Linked DNA regions of Sus scrofa: region 1 is linked to region 2. A link is a contact called in public HiChIP or PLAC-seq data. All regions are on one chromosome and are shown on one strand. The core of a region is the stretch at or near the end of the contact, and the rest is flanking DNA. Distances in the headings are between cores, read along the strand shown.

Region 1 (4,614 bases), core at 1,793-4,292, 110 kb after region 2:
TGTCAAAATTTCCCTACCCATAAATTTGTCAGTGATATATACATACAAACCCTTCTTTCTGTACAATAATTATCAAACACCTATCCGACACCATGCAGGACCCTACTAGGGCTATGAAAGTAAAAATGGGAGCCTCCCAATAAGAGAGAAAGTCTCACTATGGAAATAAGATATATACATACAAAGTTCAATAAAATAGTATCAAAATGTATGAGAGAAATATAATCATAGGACAATGTTTCTTAACCTTTGAGTGGGTCATAACCCCTCTAAATTTGATGAAAGTTAAAGAAGTGGGAACATATTACTACTAAAGGGCCTGGAGCTTATCCTTAGGGTGACAAGTGGAGAGCTGTGAAAGGCTCTGAGCAGGACAAGAGACAAGGCCAATCTCCTGGGTAATGTTCAGGATTGGCTGAAGGATTAGAGGCCAGGTTAGGATGTGTTACTATGAACATCTCAGGATAGAAAGCCAGAAGCATTTGCTTAGAGCAAATACTGTCAAGACAGAACAGGTTACCGAACTTCTTAGAGGCTGAGATAGGTGGGAAATGGAAGGAATGTTAAATGATTTAAGGCAGCACATATTAATTTGTGTGATTGTGGCAGTGGTTCCCATTTTTACAAAAAAACATTAAAATAAGTGGTCTTTGAGTTCCCTGGTGATGTAGCAGGTTAAGGATCTAGCATCCTCACTGCTGTGGCCTGGGTTTGATCCCTGGCCTGGGAACTTCTGCATGCCCCGAGGGAGTGCCCCCCCCCAAAAAAGAGAGAAATAAAAAAACTGTTTCTAATATTTCTCCATTAACCCCCACCCCAAACTAGCCTTTGTGGTAGGCTTTAGATAAATATTTGCTGAAAAATTTAAAAATTGAGCAAAGGATAAAAAGGTATGCACACTCTATTTTAAAGACGATTAACACAAAGTCGACCCATGCTTCCTTGTATGTGTGTACTCACATAAATGATTTTTAGATGCCAAGGAAGTAGAAACACAAACGTAAGGAAAGTTAGTGGACCACTCTCTCTGAAACAGGCTGTTCAGAGTAATGGCAAAGCTCTCTCCCACAAATAAGAATCACAGCATACATACTTAGGAGAAAATTCTATAATCTCTCAGCAGGGGATTGACAGCACAGACCTAGGATCAAGTCCTTGGCTCCGCAACTTTCTAGCAATCTAGCTGAGTGACCGTGCAAATTACCCTGACGTCAGCATAACAGGGGTCCCAATACGCCCTGCCTCTGCAGGCGGCGGCGAGGAAGAATAAATGAGGTAAAACCTGCTGAGCACTTTGTGGAACAGCTGGCACAGGGACTAAATCACCTTCTCTGGCACACTGTATTAACCACCATAAAATAAAACCCCCAAACGCCTCACCTGACCTCATATCCCCTTCTAGCTACCATCTCATTTCTTTGTTCCTTTTTAGCAAAACAACTTAAAAGGGCTGTCCAGACCCCGTGTCTGCAATTCTTCACCCTACTTGCACCCACTCCAATCAGGCTTTTCTAGCTAGTCACTCACCCAAAGTGTTCTCGCCAAGGGCACCAGGCAGCACTCACTAGCCAAATCCTGTGGTCAGTTCTCAGTCCCCGCCCCAAGTCCCTGGAGCTCTCAGCTGCACCTGGCAACTCCCTCCTTCTTCCCCCAGCCTCAGCTTCACTTCCTTCCTCACTGGCTAAGAGGCCTCACCTCCTTGACCTCCAAACACTGGTTTGCCGGGCTTTGGGGCACAGCCCACTAACCCCTGCTTTTCTGCCCTACTCAAGTGATTTTATCCAGATCAAGGAAGCTAATAACTCTCTAATTTATATTTCCAATTAACAGCCTCCTAGACATCTCCACGTAGATGCCTAATAGGCCTCTCCAACTTAAAATAATTCCCAAGAAAAGTCCCTTGCACGCCTCAAAAAACAAAAACTACTATGTACTCCTGAATCTCAGTATATGGCACAGATTTCTCTGGCTAGAAATTCTGGAGTCATGATACGAAATCTTCCCCTCACAGCCCATATCGAACCTATTTCCAAATACATCCCCCAGATGATCATTTTCACTGTTCCCACTGTGACCACTGCAGAGCAGGCCACCTCAGCTTCCTGTTTTCTTGGTCTACCTACAGTCTATTCTCTGCAGTGAGCCTTTTACTGGTAAGTTTAGATCCCATCACTCCCCTTTCTCAAAGCCCTCCACTGGCTCGCCCTTACAACTAGCATCCAGACTCCTTGCCTTCCCCACAGACCCCCACCTGCTTCCCAGCACCCTGTCCTGTCACCTTCCCCCTTGCTTGCTCACCCTCCTTCAGCCATACCATCCTTCTTGAAGTTCCTGAATAGGCAACCTGAGTTGGCCTTTCGTGCTCTGCTGTTCCTTCGCCCCAGAATTTTAGGTCCCAGCTCTGGGAATGGCTGGCTGGCTCCCTTATTCTTCATCTAAATTCCCATTCCCTTATCTTACTTTATTTTTCTTCACAGCATCATTACCACTTGACATTTTAAATGTACAGTATTCATTTCCACTTCATTAATTGTTTATTGTCTGTCTCTCCCATCTGAATATGAGAGTAAAATTTCGCTGCTTTGTTCACTGCTGAATTTCCAACACGTCAAAGAGTGCTTTGCCAGAGCATGCATTCAAATGCTTGCTGAATGAATGAATGGGTGGCTGGGTGTCAGCCAGGGTTATTATTCCAGTATGAACAATGCTCAATGTCACAAAATTCTAACTCTGGTCTATTTCTGGGAATACAGCAAGGAAACATTCATAGAACTATTAAAGGAGAGTTCTAAAATGATGATGTTATCAAAGGGGTTTAGTATGGATTTTAAATAGCCCAAGAAAAGCTATACATTAAATTTTGAATACAATGATCTTAAGAAGAAACACAAATCTTCAATAAGGAGCTGAGCAGTCAGGCTGCAGAGGTACTGGTACTCTTAGAGCTCCCCCTCACCCCCAAGTTCCTTTACCCTCACACAATGTCTGTTCTGGACCTTCTCTTTTTCTTTAAATTTCATTTTCTTTTTGTTGTCTGACTCACTCTTGGAGCTTCTCAAGTTAGAGTCATGACTCATTCAATCCTTTCTCCCCAGAACCCAGTATGCTTCTTGGTATGTAATGATCCTCAATAAATGTTTCTGATTGAAGAAAAGGCAGTATCTCTTCCTTTTTCACCGTAAACTCTAATATGCTCTACTGCGGCCAAGATATTGGACACTGATACCATATAACTGAGGTACCTAAGGTTTTTTATTTTGACATAATTAAAATTTGGTAAGTAGTTTTATTTTTTAATGAAGTGTGATCAAGACTTTTAGGGAAATATGGGAATTCTGGCTTAGTGGTTAACGAACCCGACTAGTATCCATGAGGATGTGGGTTCAATCCCTGGCCTTGCTCTGTGGGGTAAGGATCCGGCATTGCTATGAGCTATGGTGTAGGTCGCAGACTTGGCTGGGATCCCAAGTTGCTGTGGCTGTGGCGTAGGCCGGCTACAGCTCTGATTCAACCCCTAGCCTGGGAACCTCCACATGCCGCAGGTATGGCCCTAAAAAGACAGACAGACAGACAGACACACACTTTTAGGGAAACTTACTTTAAGAGAAATAAATGAGGGGATCCCGTCGTGGCTCAGTGGTTAACGAATCTGATTAGCAACCATGAGGTTGTGGGTTTGTATCCCTGGCCTTGCTCAGTGGTTATCTGGCGTTGCTGTGAGCTGTGGTGTAGGTCGCAGATGCAGCTTGGATCCCGCGTTGCTGTGGCTGTGGCATGATGTTATCAAAGGGGTTTACAGCTCTGACTGGACCCCTAGCCTGGGAAACTCCATATGCCACAGGAGCGGCCCAAGAAATGGCAAAAAGACAAAATAAATAAATAAATAAATAAAAGAAAGAAATGAGGGAAAACCGGTTTTCCCCCCAAAGCACACAAGTCAAGGATTCTTTTTCTTTCTTTTCTTTTTTTTGTTTTTTGTTTCTTAGGGCTGCACCCGAAGCGTATGGAGGTTCCCAGGCCAGGGATCAAACTGGAGCTGCAGCTGCTGGCTACAGCCACAGCCACGCGAGATCCAAGCCACTTCTGCAATCCACCTCACAGCTCACAGCAATGCCAGATCCCTGACCACTAAGCAGGGCCAGGGATCAAACCTGCATCCTTCTGGATATTAGATTCATTTCTGCTGCACCACAACAGGAACTCCAAGTCAAGAATTCTTCACTACAAACTGATCTGTTTCATAAAAATATATTTGAGAGCATGTCACTGATATTCCAACCATTTAGAAACTGCATACAAAGTTAAGGCACCTTATTTTCTAACAAGCAAGCGCATCTAACTCCAACTGGACTGACCATACCCTTGTTCTAGAATTTCGGGGGCTAGCCTAGGGACGTAAATTCAAACATTGGTGGAATTCAGGAATCCTGTACACCTTGTGAGTCTATCAGCTACACGGAGGACTTCATCCCATCCCAAGGGAGGAGAATTAGCTCAAAATCATGACACGTTAAACAAAAGATTTCAGTGAACATATTAAAAATTAGGAGTTCCCGTCATGGTTCAATGGTTAATGAATTCGACTAGGAACCATGAGGTTGCAGGTTGGATCCC
Region 2 (4,788 bases), core at 767-3,266:
TGGCCCTAAAAAGCAAAAAAAAAAAAAAAAAAAGGCAAGGCGTTTCCTTGTGGCACAGCGGGGTAAGTATCTGACATTGTCACTGTGCCATGAGTTCAATCCCTGGCCTGGGAACTTCCACATTCCACAGGCACAGCCAAAAAAGACTGGCAATCTCAGAAATTCTAAGGGGCCTAGGGCTCTCTCCGTCCTGAAGCCTCTGCCACCTGAACTGCTTTCACACCCTGGAACACTCATCTGCCCCGGGCTCTCTAATCACGGTGGCCAGTGGTCACTGCTGCCCAGAATGTCTGCTCACTTCCTCTCACACCTGCCCATCCTGTGACCTCAGCCTGAAGTCAGTCAGTCTCACCCTTCTGACTCACCTGGGCCCCTCTGGGTTGGTGGGGAGCCCAGTACCGCTCTTCCTCCCCTGTGAGCTCCGGGTGCCGGGGCTTGTTTGTGACCCGGCCGGTTCATTATAAGATCCTGGCCCGCTAGACACTAGACCAGGGGCTTTCCATCACTGGGTTACTGTGACTCGGGCATAATAGCCTGTCACTTCTCTGAGCCTCAGTTTTCTTACTGGTAAAAGGGGTTAATACCCTTGCTTACCACTCAGGGCTTGCTGCGGGGGGTCACATAGCCACTGTGGCAGCAGTGAGAGGGTGACGACTTGAGCATCTCAGAGGTGATGAGTGACCTGAGAGCAGCTCTGGGAAGATCTGGGGGAGAACCACAAGTGCAAAGGCCCTGCTGTGGAAAAGAACCTGTGTGAAGAGGAGGCAAGAGGGCCCGATGAGTCTGAAGCAGATGAATGCGGGGAGAGTGGAGGAGAAGAGCCCGCCGGGCGAGGTGAGCCAAGAGCAGGGTTTGGATGTTATTTCGACCTAAGGAAATCATTTGTTCTCACGTTCCCCTCTTCGGCAACATCACCCACACCTAGTGGTCCAGAGATGCACAGAGGTCTCCAGGTGTGAAAGATGGGTGCAGGTGGGGAGCGAAGAGGCCCTGGGGCTTTTCCTGGAAACAGGTTCCTCCTTCTGCCAGGAAGTGGAGATAACAGGTGATATCAGTGCAGTCTGAGGGGCGAGGCTGCCAGGGCAAATTAGTGTGCGAGATAGTCTGTGAGATAATGGATGTGAGCCCCTTTGGCAAATGCGTGGAGATTAGCTGGCAAGCCGTGCTCGGCATGGTAGCAAGATCGCTAGGGCCTGCGTCAGGTCTGGAGCATCAGTGGCTCTCCGGGTGAGATGTTGGCTCAGCAGGTGTGGAGAGGTCTAGCTTCAGGGCCCCACTCAGCCCTGACACATCCACCCTCAAGGCCTCGATACCTGCCATTTAACCAGGGCAATCCCCTCTTCCCGGTTGCCTGGGATTGTTCCAGAAACCCTCAGTCCTGGGCAAACCAGGACAGTTGTCCCCTACTTATTACCCATATTCACTAGATAAAGAAACGAGATCACAGCGGCTGGCAGTCAATATTTGCCTGGATTTTGTGGCTGGGGTTTTTTCATGACAAAGTATTTGAAATAGTGACACATGCCTGTGAAATAACTGATTCATACCCTGGTGACCAGGCAGGTTAAGGATCTGACATCGTCCCTGCTGTGGCTCAGGTCACTTCACTGCTGTAGTGCAGTTTCAATCCCTGGCTTAGAAACTTCCACCTGCTGATGAGCTGGAAAAAAAAGTAAATGGAGTTCCTGCTGTGGTGCAAAGCAATAGGTGGGGTCTCTGGGTCTCTGGATCCCCGGTGCTGCACAGTGGCTTAAGGACCTGGAGTTGCTGCAATCGTGGCTCAGATCTGATCCCTAGCCAGGGAACTCCATCTGCCACGGGCTGGCTGAAAAAAAGAAAAAAAGTAATGACATTAATAGTTGCAAGTGTTTAAAAATGATTTTTAAGACACAGGAAATGCGTGTCGTAAAAGATCCTTCCTCCTCCTGCCAGGCTGCCACCCAGGTCCCCTCCTCAGAGACAACCCTCCCCCACCCCGGACTAGTTTCTAGTTCTCCCTCCAAGGGTTGTTTCTAAGAAATACCCACACATCGCTTCCTCTTTATGCGCAAACTATTATCATATTGTGTGTGCTATTCTGGGCCTTGCTGTTTACCACTTGATGTCTCTCTCTTGCACTCTCTCTCTTTTTTTTTTTTTTTGGCCACTCCTGTGCCATGTGGAAGTTCTGGGGCCCAGGACTGAACTGGCACAGCAGTGATCCCAGCTGCTGCGGTGACAATGCCAGGTCCTTAACCAGCTGTGCCACATGAGAACTCCACTCCATCTGATTCCACACCCATTACCTATAGAACTTTCTCCTTTTTGACAGGGGGCTAATCTGACTGCACTATAAGGTATTAACTGGTCCCCACGTGGACCTTGGCTCCAGTGCAGGAGTGTCCAATACCACTTGGGGATGCTAAAGGGACACCTATGTAGGTGAGCCTCCTGCACAGAGACTTGCACACAGCAGGTGCTCAGCAGATTGGAATAAAAAGGATTTATCTAGCTTTTCTTGGAGCTCTCAGCCCTGGGCCACACCCAACTTCCCTTGAAAGCCTTTTGTGTCCTAGGATGATGACTTTGATTCCTTCACAGAGGGCCTTCTGAGTCAGGCCCAAGGTTGAATCACTGTGTGTGTTCAGGCAGGTGAGAGACACTCAAGAGGTTTTATTTTTTAAATCAAGGATAAGGAAGGAGGTTGAGCCTGGTTTTGTTCATTGAACTTTCCATGGACAATGTCTTCTTCCTGTTTGAGATTAACGCTGATTGATCCACTCACCGAATGATGATCTAATCGAGGGGGCAGTTAGCCTAACATACAGTTTTTAGTGATTAGGAAGTTCATCAACTCAGTGACCAAAGGACACACAGGGCTCATTCGGGACACAGAGAAAAAATAAACGGCTTTGGAGTATGGAAAATTGCTCCACCCAAGCATGTAAATGCAGATTGTAACTAGAAGCTCTCACTTTCCCTTATCAGATGGGAAAAGATAAAATTTGAGGAGTTCCCATTATGGCTCAGGGGTTAACGAACTGAGACTAGGATCCACGAGGACACAGTTCTTCGGGTTCTTCCATCCCCAGCCTCGCTCAGTGGGTTAAGGATCCAGAGCTGGTGTTGCCGTGAGCTATGGTGTAGGTCACAGATGAGGCCTGAGCAGCTGCAGTTCCAATTCAACCCCTAGCCTGGGAACCTCCATATGCCTCAGGTGCAGCCCTAAAAAGACGAGAGACCAAAAAAAAAAAAAAAGACAAAATTTGACAATACCGTACTTCCACCAGGTTTTGAGAAAAGTCCCCCATCTCCCTGTTGGTGGAAGAATGATTTACTTTAACCTCGTTAGAGGGCATTTGCTAACACTTTTTGTAACATAATTTTTGGGTGCAATTATGTGTGCAATACAAGAGAGTCACTGAAATTGCCACCTTGTTTGTAACAGCAAAAAATTGTATTCTAGGAGTTCCCGTCGTAGCTCAGTGGTTAACGAATCTGACTAGGAACCATGAGGTTACGGATTTGATCCCTGCCCTCGCTCAGTGGGTTAAGGATCCGGCGTTGCTGTGAGCTGTGGTGTAGGTCACAGATGCGGCTCGGATCCCATGTTGCTGGGGCTCTGGTGTAGGCCAGTGGCTACAGCTCCAATTACACCCCTGGCCTGGGAATCTCCATATGCCGTGGGAAGCGGCCCTAGAAAAGGCAAAAAGACCAAAAAAAAAAAAAAAATTGTATTCTAATCTAAATGCCTATCACAAGTCCTCTTGTTAGATAAATTGTGTGATTGTGGTATAATCCATACAATGAGAAAGTGTGCCATTCTGCAACAGATGAAGGGAGCCACATGACATGATGGAGCAACTTTCAAGGTACACAATATAGTTACTTGGGAGGAAAGACTAGCTTGTGGGCTCCCACTTATGTTACTTAAAGAAGGGGTGTACAGATTCATGCACATATGTATGTCTTTCCTTGTCTCTATAAAGACCATCTCTGGACGGTCATACAAGGAACTGGTAAAAATGTGACTGGTATAAATAAACCACAATTTTTTTTTTTTTTTGTCTTTTTTTTAGGGCCGCACCTGCAGCACATGGAGGTTCCCAGGCTAGGGGTCTAATCCAAGCTGTTGCTGCTGGCCTACGCCAGAGCCACAGCAACGCCAGATCCAAGCTTCGTCTGCGACCTACACCACAGCTCACCACAACGCCGGATCCTTAACCCACTGAGCAAAGCCAGGGATTGAACCTGCAAACCTCACGGTTCCTAGTCAGATTCGTTTCCGCTGTGCCACGACGGCAACTCCATAAAACACATTTTTAGTTATTGTTCTTACTTTTAGTGGGGATGGACACTTGTTGAAAGTGCAGACTTTTATTCAAATTTATCTTCCTTTCAGAGGCCTTTCGTGGCCAAAGTAGATATTCCCAAACCCTTCTCCAAGGCAGCTGTGCCAGTTTTCATCCCCATTCGAGGCACGGGCACCCAGCCCCGAGCTACGACCAGCAGAGGGCGCCGCAGGGCCGCGCCCCGGGGCGCGGGGCGGGGAGAGACGGCCTGGCCCGGCCGGGTCCGCTGCAGCCCAGCCGCAGAGCCCGTTCCTTTCTGGGAGGCCCTGACAGCACCGCATCAAAAGTGTCGCCTCGCCTTCACCTGCAAGGCGGCCTGGGACCGCACCTCCGGGAGCTGGCCGGCGGCTCCTGGGCCTCGCCCAAACCCTCCTCCCACTTCGCTGTCTCCGGCCGCCTCCTGGCGGGAGGAGCGCGCAGGGGCGAGCGGGGAGGAGAAACCGCGGGGACAATTCAG

What was found. HiChIP or PLAC-seq counts read pairs in DNA pulled down with a chosen protein or histone mark.
Region 1: an H3K27ac HiChIP or PLAC-seq map of alveolar macrophages shows a contact between it and region 2. The contact joins two enhancer-like sites. A contact is called at or near these places in 1 of 5 promoter capture datasets (fetal skeletal muscle) and 2 of 2 datasets of contacts at active chromatin or transcription factors (alveolar macrophages and skeletal muscle).

The regions. Positions count from the first base shown.
Region 1 is chr17:51,651,934-51,656,547 of Sscrofa11.1, forward strand. All of the region lies in intron 1 of UBE2V1 (ubiquitin conjugating enzyme E2 V1), which reads right to left. Among named protein-coding and RNA genes, the nearest start is that of UBE2V1, 10 kb to the right of the region's middle. Within about 2 kb of position 3,043, at least 12 of the 83 cell types and tissues checked have an H3K27ac peak or open chromatin away from gene starts, as enhancers often do. A contact at or near this core is called in alveolar macrophages, where this site is marked.
Region 2 is chr17:51,538,000-51,542,787 of Sscrofa11.1, forward strand. No RefSeq gene overlaps it. Among named protein-coding and RNA genes, the nearest start is that of SNAI1, 6.1 kb to the right of the region's middle. Within about 2 kb of position 2,017, at least 14 of the 83 cell types and tissues checked have an H3K27ac peak or open chromatin away from gene starts, as enhancers often do. A contact at or near this core is called in alveolar macrophages, where this site is marked.